Linked DNA regions of Danio rerio: region 1 is linked to region 2. A link is a contact called in public Hi-C data. All regions are on one chromosome and are shown on one strand. The core of a region is the stretch at or near the end of the contact, and the rest is flanking DNA. Distances in the headings are between cores, read along the strand shown.

What was found. A called contact is a pair of places that touch in the nucleus more often than the background predicts.
Region 1: a Hi-C map of an unstated tissue shows a contact between it and region 2, with 5 times the contacts expected there. The contact joins the promoter of clic5b here to the enhancer-like site in region 2. A contact is called at or near these places in 6 of 18 Hi-C or Micro-C datasets (caudal fin, embryo, fibroblasts and 2 more) and 2 of 4 datasets of contacts at active chromatin or transcription factors (caudal fin and embryo).

Annotation. Positions count from the first base shown.
Region 1 is chr20:47,237,270-47,242,300 of GRCz12tu, reverse strand. clic5b (chloride intracellular channel 5b) reads right to left here and starts at 2,348. Exons shown (of 7, transcript NM_212897.1): 1 at 2,159-2,348. The coding sequence starts at 2,335.
Region 2 is chr20:47,099,979-47,104,984 of GRCz12tu, reverse strand. mark3b (MAP/microtubule affinity-regulating kinase 3b) reads left to right here. Exons shown (of 18, transcript NM_001076575.2): 17 at 805-849; 18 at 3,325-4,157. The coding sequence ends at 3,670. Among named protein-coding and RNA genes, the nearest start is that of laptm4a, 9.2 kb to the right of the region's middle. Within about 2 kb of position 3,529, at least 13 of the 62 cell types and tissues checked have an H3K27ac peak or open chromatin away from gene starts, as enhancers often do.

The DNA.
Region 1 (5,031 bases), core at 1,099-3,598, 140 kb before region 2:
ATGGAAAAAAGCGTATTTTATTGATTCAGTCAGGAAGGCTCTTAAAGCATGCGTCCATGACCGAAATGCGACCTACAGTGGATAGTAGCAGATTCCAAAATGAGCCGCAGATTCAGAGTTCCACATGAGGTGGTTATTGATTAGCAAATATTACGAACGTCAACCTCAGGTGATCAGGTTACACTGCATCCTTGTCCTAACAACAAGCTTCTAGACCAGATTTTAAGTGATTCTAAGCGATTTGGTTGTTTGCACCAAATGAAACACGACAGAAATTTAATTACAACCATTCAAAAGCACAGAATAGTGCACTTATTGCACACCAACGGAATGGTAAGGTTTATCATTTAATTAATACATATAAAACCTCCGGGTGCTTCGGTTTCCCCCACAGTCCAAAGACTTGTGCGGTATAGGTGAATTGAATTAACTAAATTAGCTGTAGTGTATGTGTGTGCATTTGAGAGTGTATGGGTGTTTCCCAGTAATGGGTTGCAGCTGGAATGCCATCCACTGTGTAAAACATGCTGGATAAGTTTGGCGGTTAATGCCACTGTGGGGACCCCTGATAAATAAAGGGACTAAGCCGAAAGAAAATGAAATGAAATAAGAAGTGCTCAAACTGTTGGCTTTTTTAAATCAATGCTTAAGACACACATGTATACTTTGGTGTACACTTTGAGTTGAGTTTTTCAGTACTAGACTGTTTTTTATTTTATTTTGACTTTGTGAAGCACTTTGGTCAACGATGGTTGTTTTTAAATGTGCTATAAAACATGTCTAAGAAAAATGTTGATATAATCACTTTTATGTAAATTCAATCAAATAATAGTTTATATATTGACCTGACAGCGTCTTCTTTTTTTGACATTTTAAAATATATACTCAAAAATCTGCTTATTCATATGCACTGAAAAATTATTCATTGGATTCACAATTTTTTTAATGTAAGTGGTTGCAAACTATTTATTTGGGCTGAATTTAAACAAACAAAATTGAACATTACTAAATTTAATTAGTTTGATTAGGCCCACATACACTGTGAAATCCTGAAGTTCTAAACAAAGTGAGAAATATGATCACACACTGAAAAACAAATAATGATAAAACTGTGATCTTTTTTCCAGTGTGTGATTATATTTCTGCTTTGTTTAGAACGTTGTGGTGTTTGGTTAAAAATGTAGAAATATAAAATAAATATAGGCTATAAATAATCTCCAAAAACTAGTTATTACAAGCCCAACATATTGCTAAAAATTGCAAAATGTAAACGATGTGCTTGCAAGACTGCAGCTCATGTTATTTTCACTCATGTTACTGTCTACATCTCCTTACACTGAAAGAAACATGTTAACTGGATTTAGCCTACTCATTTTTTAAGGTAACTGATTGCATACAATTTATATGGGCTGACTTTAAACAAACAAATTAAACTAAACATTAATAAATTGTATTTGTTTAAATTCATCCCATATGAAGTGTGTGCAACCAGTTACAGTAAAAAAAAATGTAAATCCAATTAACATTTTCTCAGTGTAATGGCGTGCAATATAACAGTCATAAATTAGCTATAACTATATATGTGAACAATGTATTCTGCGACCCCACGATATCAACTATAGAGCAGTGGTTCCCAAAGTGGGGGTCGGGACCCCCCAAGGGGTCGCGGGGCAATGAAGGGGGGGTCGCCTGGTGATTTCCAAAAATCGATTTATTTTTATTAAACCATAAAAATTAACATATTTTATCCATAACTATACTGAAAATAAAAATAGTCGTTTATAGTTACTATATACTATATAGTTACTATAGTAGCTTATAGTTACTAGTTCTATTGGATTGCGACCCCTGGGGTAATTACATTATATTAAAGGCAGCAATAGCGTCAGATGCATTTTGATTTTATAACATCAGGTTATACTTTCTGGCACATTTAAAGCACTGACACAAATTTAATTGGTGTGTCTGCGTCATTGCATGCAAGGTTTCTGTATTTATAACCACCTTAGAGGATATTGGGGGTCGCGAGTCACTGGCATTGTTATTTTGGGGGTCGCGGGTTGAAAAGTTTGGGAACCCCTGCTATAGAGCATAATATGAAACGATAGACTTACAATTTAATCTGCGCGATATATATTGTCATATATCACAACCCTACCGTGTATTCTGGCTGATCCAGAGTGCTGTAAATCGGCTCTTCTGGAGATTGTTGACCCGCGTCGTGATTCTCGTATTTCGGCTCCGCGTTTGTCGTTTTATCGTACGGTTTCTCGTAGATGTTTTCGGTCTTCTCTTGGACCTGTTCGTAAATGTTTTCTTGGACGTTTCCAGCCATGATGGAGCTCTTCCAGGACTTTGAGGGCGTCTAGAGAAGTCGGAAAGTCGAGCCTCGGTTCTCACCTGTTCGCCGGAAGATGACAGATCACTTATAAATGAACTTTGGTCGATGATTGGCCGTCATAAAATGTGAGCTGAAGTGACCACGCGCTATATGATCTACAATCAACTTGAGGTCAAAAAAGAAGAGCTTTATCTTTAAACTTTATCTCTTAAATGTCTATTATTTTTTTTCAGTAATGGCTACATTTATTGTTTAATATGTTAAAAAATAATTTAGCAAATATATATCGAAAACACTAAAATGTTATTTAATGCATGTACGCTATAATAATAAACTATTATTACAGTAGGCTATTTATTCGTCTTTATTTGCATCAATTAATGCTAACAAAGTCGTGCATTGTTAGTCTGAGGCGGCCTTAGTGATTTGGAGGCCCTAAGCAATTCTCTTTCTCTATAGAATTTATTTTATGTAGATTATAATTATTATTGTAAATAAACTGCATGCTAAAAAGTATCTAAATAAATACATACTGTATATAAAAGTATAATAAAATATTGAAAGTATATTTTATATAATTTAATATTTACCAGAACCTTTATCTTATAAATGTAAAATCAAATGTAATACATTTACAAATAAAACAAGTTCCAACTTACTAATTTGCAACTATTTAAACTAAACTAGTCATTTTGATACATTTTGATATTAAAGGGGGGAAAAGCTAATTTAATTAACGATCAATTCAGCTAAATGAACTCAATAATTGCTGTTTGTGAATCCAGTGTTATTTTATTTGAACAGACCCTACTACTCTTAACGGTTATATATACAGATTTTACAACATATAATAGAACATTTATAAAAAAGCTATATGATTAAATATATAGGCTTTTTGGCATTTGTCAGGGCCCCTTAATTTCTAAAAGATTTTAATAATGTATTAAATGTTGAACAATGATTGCCAAAAATATGTAAAAGGAGTGTTCATTTTTTGTTCATGTAAGTAAATACATTAACTAATGGAACCTTTTAGTAAAATTTGACCGAAATATTAACAAATATACGCACATAAGTATGCAATATATACACACAGTTGAAGTCAGAATTAAATTTAGAATTTTTTTTCTGTTTGAATTTTATTTTCTTTTTAAAATATTTCCCAAATGATGTTTAACAGAGCAAGGACATTTTCACAGTATGTCGAATAATATTTTTCTTTTGGAGAAAGTCTTATTTGTTTTATTTCAGCTAGAATAAAAGCAGTTTTTAATTTTTACGCACCATTTTAAGGACAAAATTATTAGCCCCTTTAAGCTACATTTTTTCAGTAGTCTACAGAACAAACCATCGTTATACAATAACTTGCCTAATTACCCGGACCTGCCTAGTTAACCTGATTAACCTAGTTAAGCCTTTAAACGTCACTTTAAGTTGTATAGAAGTGTCTTGAAAAATATCTAGTCACATATTATTTACTGTCATCATGGCACAAGTAAAAGATCAGTTATTAGAAATTAGTTAAAACTATTATGTTTTAAAAAGTGTTGAAAAAATCTGCTACATTAAACAGAAATTGGGGGGGAAAATAAACGGGGTCTAATAATTCTGACTTCAACTGTATAATAGTAGAATTTTATTTGAATATAATTGAATTACATTATAACAGTTGAATGTAGTTGAATTACATATAATAGTTGAATTATTATTTTTAAGATATAATTGTTTTAAATTCAACTTCAAGTTTGTTGTGCTTTGTGTGTGTGTGTGTGTGTGTGTGTGTGTGTGTGTGTGTGTGTGTGTGTGTGTGTGTGTGTGTGTGTGTGTGTGTGTGTGCGTGCGTGTATTTATTTTTGTGTGTTTATTTTATTGTTGTGGGAATTTCAAATAAAGAGACTCTTACTGATCAAGAGACAAAGTCTTACAAGGTTAATATCCAAAAATATTTTATTCTTTGCAAAAATAGGTCCATCAGTCATACAGGAACACCGGTTGCTGCAGAGTGTGACACACAGGCTAAACAGACACCATGGATTTATCTTCTTTCCCCTGCTTAAAGGTCCACTTCGTCACAGATCACAACCAGCTCTCTTTAGAGCATTCCTCCTCTAAGAATCAAGGTATTTCTTCCAGGGTTTACACTTATTGAATGCATATGTTTAAAAGCAGATGATCACCTTCTTGTTTTTGTACCTTTTGTATCTTTTCTTAGGAAGGCAATATGTGATGTTTCTAGTAAGAAAGAGAACTTTTATGTTTGAGTAAGAAAAATGAATTTTTCCATCACATGTAGTGTTAAAGACAAATTAAATATTAAAACGGTTGCTTTGTTGTTATTTTGTGTAGTAAATAGCTATTTAATTTTTTAAAAATAATAAAAGTGATTCATTTGTATAATATGTGTGCTTCTATCCATTTTTTATTTGATCACACCACTGGTTTTGAACTCATTTCCTACAAACTGCAAAGATAACAAATGGCATGTCAATTGTGATAGTTAAGGAAATGTAATGTACGTTAAGGAAATATGTTCACTGTTATAAGCCAAAAATAATTTCTGTATCTTAAATATTGTTGGCAACATCATATTACTTTTCATTTTATAAGACTTCGCTTTACATTTTCACCTTAACCATGGATCAAGAGCAAATGTGTCAGCAGAATATCATAACAGTGAGTCGCTGCTCCTT
Region 2 (5,006 bases), core at 2,280-4,779:
GGTCTATATAAGAAGTTTACTATTTTTATTTTTTTAGATTTTATTTATTTTTTTATTTTATGTTTTACAATTAACCTGAAAGAAATATATATATTTTTTTTTATTTAATTAGTTAAATAATTCTAATAATTTTTAGTTTTTTTAACTAAATAAAAAGTATTATTTGTTATAAATAAATAGCACAATTTATTGCAAATTTTAAAAAAAAGGAAAATTATTTTTAGTCAGCATTTAATTTGTTATAAACATCAGCTGTATGCTTTTAGTTTCAGCTATCATAACCCATTCCTAATCTCATCTCACTGAAATATTAATTACTATGCTAAAAAGGAAAATAATTAGCATTAAATATTAATTATTAGCAATATTAACTTCGCTGTCTAATTTCTGCCCGCCTTGAAGACTGCTTGAGTCAAACTGGCCCAGCTTACCCCGCTCTGCCCCACATAATTTTCTCTTTTAAGCAAACGCTCATCTTTTATTCATTATGAGAAACCCTTGTCTTTCTTTGCAGACAGAATGAGCTCAGTTTATGTCCTCCGTACTGAATCTATTTAGGACAAGAAGTGAAATCATAGGCTACAGGAAGTCAATCCATGTCCAATCTCTCCACACAGGTCATCTTGAAGTGCATGTCTAATATTCCTCTCCTTTCGCTTACACAGGAAATGATATCCGTCTTTGATATTCTTTCCAGCTTCTTGGTTCAACTATTGTTGTCTTATCTGTCTTTCCTTGATCAGCAAGTCTCAGATTTCCTTGCCTCTAAACTACTTTTCTTCTTTTTCACCCTGGTGTTTAAAGAGTGCCGGCAGAATGCGATAGAAATGGGAGATATGACGACTCAAGGTGAGAACGGGACATCTGCTTTTTACACTTTTGACTTTTCAGTCATCTTTTCTTTGCCTTTTATTCCAGTTTTAGGCCTGATGTTATTCACTAGACTCTATTCAGCATGATTGCTCGATAATTCATCATTAGCCAAAGATGTGTGTCCAATGAAGCAGAAATATCTATTCTGTGAATGAAGATTAAACCGGTAGATCACCCAAAATAAATGGACATTTCCTCACTATTTAATCACACTCAAGTGGTTCCAAACTTTGAGTTTCTTTCTTCTGTTGAACACAAATGAAGATGTGTTGAAGAATGTTGGAGGGGAAAATGACATTGACATCATATTGTAGGAATAAAACATACTATTGAATGTCAGTTTTAACATTCTTCAGAATATCTTCCTTTGTGAAGAAAGAAACTCCAGCAAATGAAGGAGTGAATGATGACAGAATGTTCCTTTTTTGGGGTGAACTATCCCAGATCCATATTAAAGGCAGCCATTTGTTCTGCTCTGACTCCTTGTGGCAGGAATAAGAAACTACAACTTAATCGTATTATATTCAGTGCTGGGCAAAGATTTATCATGATTTCATCACATGCAAAATAAAACTTTGTTCTTATATTATATTATATTATATTATATTATATTATATTATATTATATTATATTATATTATATTATATTGTTGTGTTATGTTATTTTATTATTATTATATTATGTAATATTATGTTATTATATTATGTTATATTATATGATATTATATTATATTATATTATATTATATTATATTGTATTAAATTGTTGTGTTATGTTATGTTATTTTATTATTATATTATGTTATTATATTATATTATACTATGTTATATAATATTATATTGTATTATATTATATTATACTGTTGTGTTGTGTTATGTTATTTTATTATATTATTATATTATGAAATATTATGTTATTATATTATGTTATATTATGTTATATTATGATATTATATTGTATTATATTATATTGTATTATATTATATTATATTGTATTATATTATATTATATTATGATAATATATTATTATATTATATTATTTTATTATATTATATTGTATTATATTATATTATATTGTTGTGTTATGTTATGTTATTTTATTATATTATATTATCATTATATTATATTATATTATTATAGTATATTATGTTATATTATTATATTATATTATTATATCATATTATGTTATATTATTATATTATATTATATTATGTTATATTATATGATATGATATTATTTTTTATTATATTACATTATTAAATTAATATTATTATATTATCAACCTTATCTATGCTTGCAATTTCTTTGATTCACTGCGCTACAAAAATATCCCAGTCAATCTAAATTAAAATCTGATATGTTCATACAAAAAAACAAAACTATACAAAAAATTGTTCCATAGATGCCTGTGTTTACGGTGTACAGGTTTACAATACGATACAATACAATATATTTATAAAGCACATTTAAAAACAACCACGGTTGACCAAAGTGCTATACATAGGAGAACTAAAGACAGAGAAGCAGAATATTTAAAAAAAAACATTGATAACTAAAAGCAATAAACCAATGATCAAGGAGTATTTAAAGCGAGAGAAAATAGATAGGTCTTCAAAACAGACCTGAACACAGAAATGGAAGGGGAAAGTCTAATCTGAATTGGTAGACTGTTCCTGAGTTTAGGACCAGTAACAGTAAACACTCGATCACCTTGTATTTAAAGACATGCTATGGGCACGGTGAGTAAATTGAGATCATAAGATCTCAATGATCAAGAGGGTATACAGACAAAGCAAGTCAGTAAGGTACTGAGGAGCAAGATTATAGACGGCTTTGAAAACGAATAATAATATTTTAAAATCAATTCTCTATTAATGGGTAACCAGTGAAGTGCAGCTAAAACTGGAGTTACCGACTCATACCTGCGGGTGCCAGTAAGTAGTCTAGCAGCCGAATTCTTACCAGCTGCAGATGAGAGAGAAGACTGAGAGATGCCAAAACAGAGAGAGTTACAGTATTCTGAATGTGTTGTTATAAAGGCATGAAGCACCGTTTGAAAATTTCTCGCAGATATAAATGGCTTGACTTTAGACAGTTGCCTGAGGTGTACCTAATAAAGTGGCCGGTGAGTGTAACTGTAGGTTAGCTGTTTATATATAATAACTGTTAAAAGCTATTAGTTACTAGTTAGTTAGATAAAGTTGTGGATAACTGATAACCGTAATGATTCTGAATTTGATTTTAATGCAGTTATGTGATATTTACACATAATATTTATGTGATATTATGTGCACCTTTTTGTAAAGCAATAATTATTATGAAAAGCGCTATGCAAATAAACTTAAGTTGAATATAGTGTAGACTTGTGTACATTTCTGGCCTTCATGATGACATTAGCATTAAACACTGAAACCAAACAATGCCTGTCTCTCTTACCTTTCTCTCTCTTTCAGTCGTAATGTGTCAGGGGATCAGAAAGAGGAACATAAAGACGCCAAACCCCGCTCGCTCCGATTCACCTGGAGCATGAAGACCACCTCGTCCATGGAGCCCACAGAAATGATGCGCGAGATCCGCAAAGTCCTGGACGCCAACAACTGCGACTACGAGCAGCGCGAGCGATTCCTGCTGCTCTGCGTCCACGGCGACGGCCACGCCGAGAGTTTGGTCCAATGGGAGATGGAGGTGTGCAAACTGCCCCGCCTCTCGCTAAACGGCGTGCGCTTCAAGCGGATATCAGGAACATCCATCGCTTTCAAAAACATCGCATCCAAAATTGCCAACGAACTGAAGCTGTAAGGAAAAAACAAAACATAAAATGAAAATGTGAAAGCAGCAAAAATGAACTAAGGCACAAAACTAGAGTAATCAAGCTGTACATTCTTTTTCAACAAGTAGCAGATACAAGGAGCGTTTTCCTCAAACACTTACAAAGTATGTACTGAAAATATTGTATAGAATCATGCCTTAGGCAATAATTTCCTGCATCTTTGACGCATTATTAATATTGTTGTTATTGTTATTATTATTATTATTATTGTGGGATGGATTCAAACTGTAGGAAAACAAAAGACGCTTTCGTTTCTTCATTTTTATTAAGATTTTGGTTTTCGTTTATGCACTACTGCATTAGAGATGCCCTGTGGGGCCAAAAATGACTGAAAGCGTGTATTTTAACCAGACGATTAATCGCTCCAGTATCAGTCCAGCTCTATCCCAATGCCAAAACTAATCTGATTTAGGGACAGGACATTTATTTGCACATTTTCCCCAATAAAGGACCACATATTGTTACACTTCATCCCATGCTTTTTCAGTTCTCTTTTGACCCCCAGTCCTACGTCAGATTATTCCCATTTTTTGTTTTATAGATGGGATCAGCTTAATGTCAGGAACATTAAATAGATAGTTCAGCCTAACAAAATGAAAAATTGCTGTAATTTACTCGCCCTCAGGCTATCCAATATGGAGAATCCCTCAAAAATTAAATGTTTGCCTTCATTTTGTTCAAATACTGTATAAATGGAAGGTATTTGGATGAATGTCAGTATCCAAACAGATCTCATCACCCATTTATTATACCTTTAAAGACCTTGTTTAGCCTAGAACATGGCTTTGGTGATTCATACAAAAATCAAATCGTCAGAAAAATTCAATCCTCCTATCTCAGTCGCAAGAAACTGCTTATTATTTACTTTATAATTACCTTAAATCAACAACTTCTGCAAATGGTCTGTTCACAAATTGTGAAACTGCTGTAAATAATGTTCAGTTTCTTGTACAGATTATTTTATGGCTACAGAGTGCCATCAGGAAAAATTTAGTAATTTCGTTATGTCTTTGTGTTTTTTGATCCAGTAGCCAATGACTTGTATTTTACGAATCACAAAGGATCCCGATGTCAACTAATCATACTAAAGAGAAAAGGTCACCCTGAGGGCGAGTAAATTAGCAGCAACTGTTCAGTTTTTTAAGTGAGCCGTCTCTTGAAGAACGAGTTGAGATGTTTTCCTTTGTGCTCCATTGAAGTATTTAGTTTAAATCCTTGAAAAGTATTTTTTTAAGCTTCTGAGATGACGAAATGCTCTTGAAATGTCTGTGCTTTGGCTCCGGCCCTCAGGGCGCACCATACAGT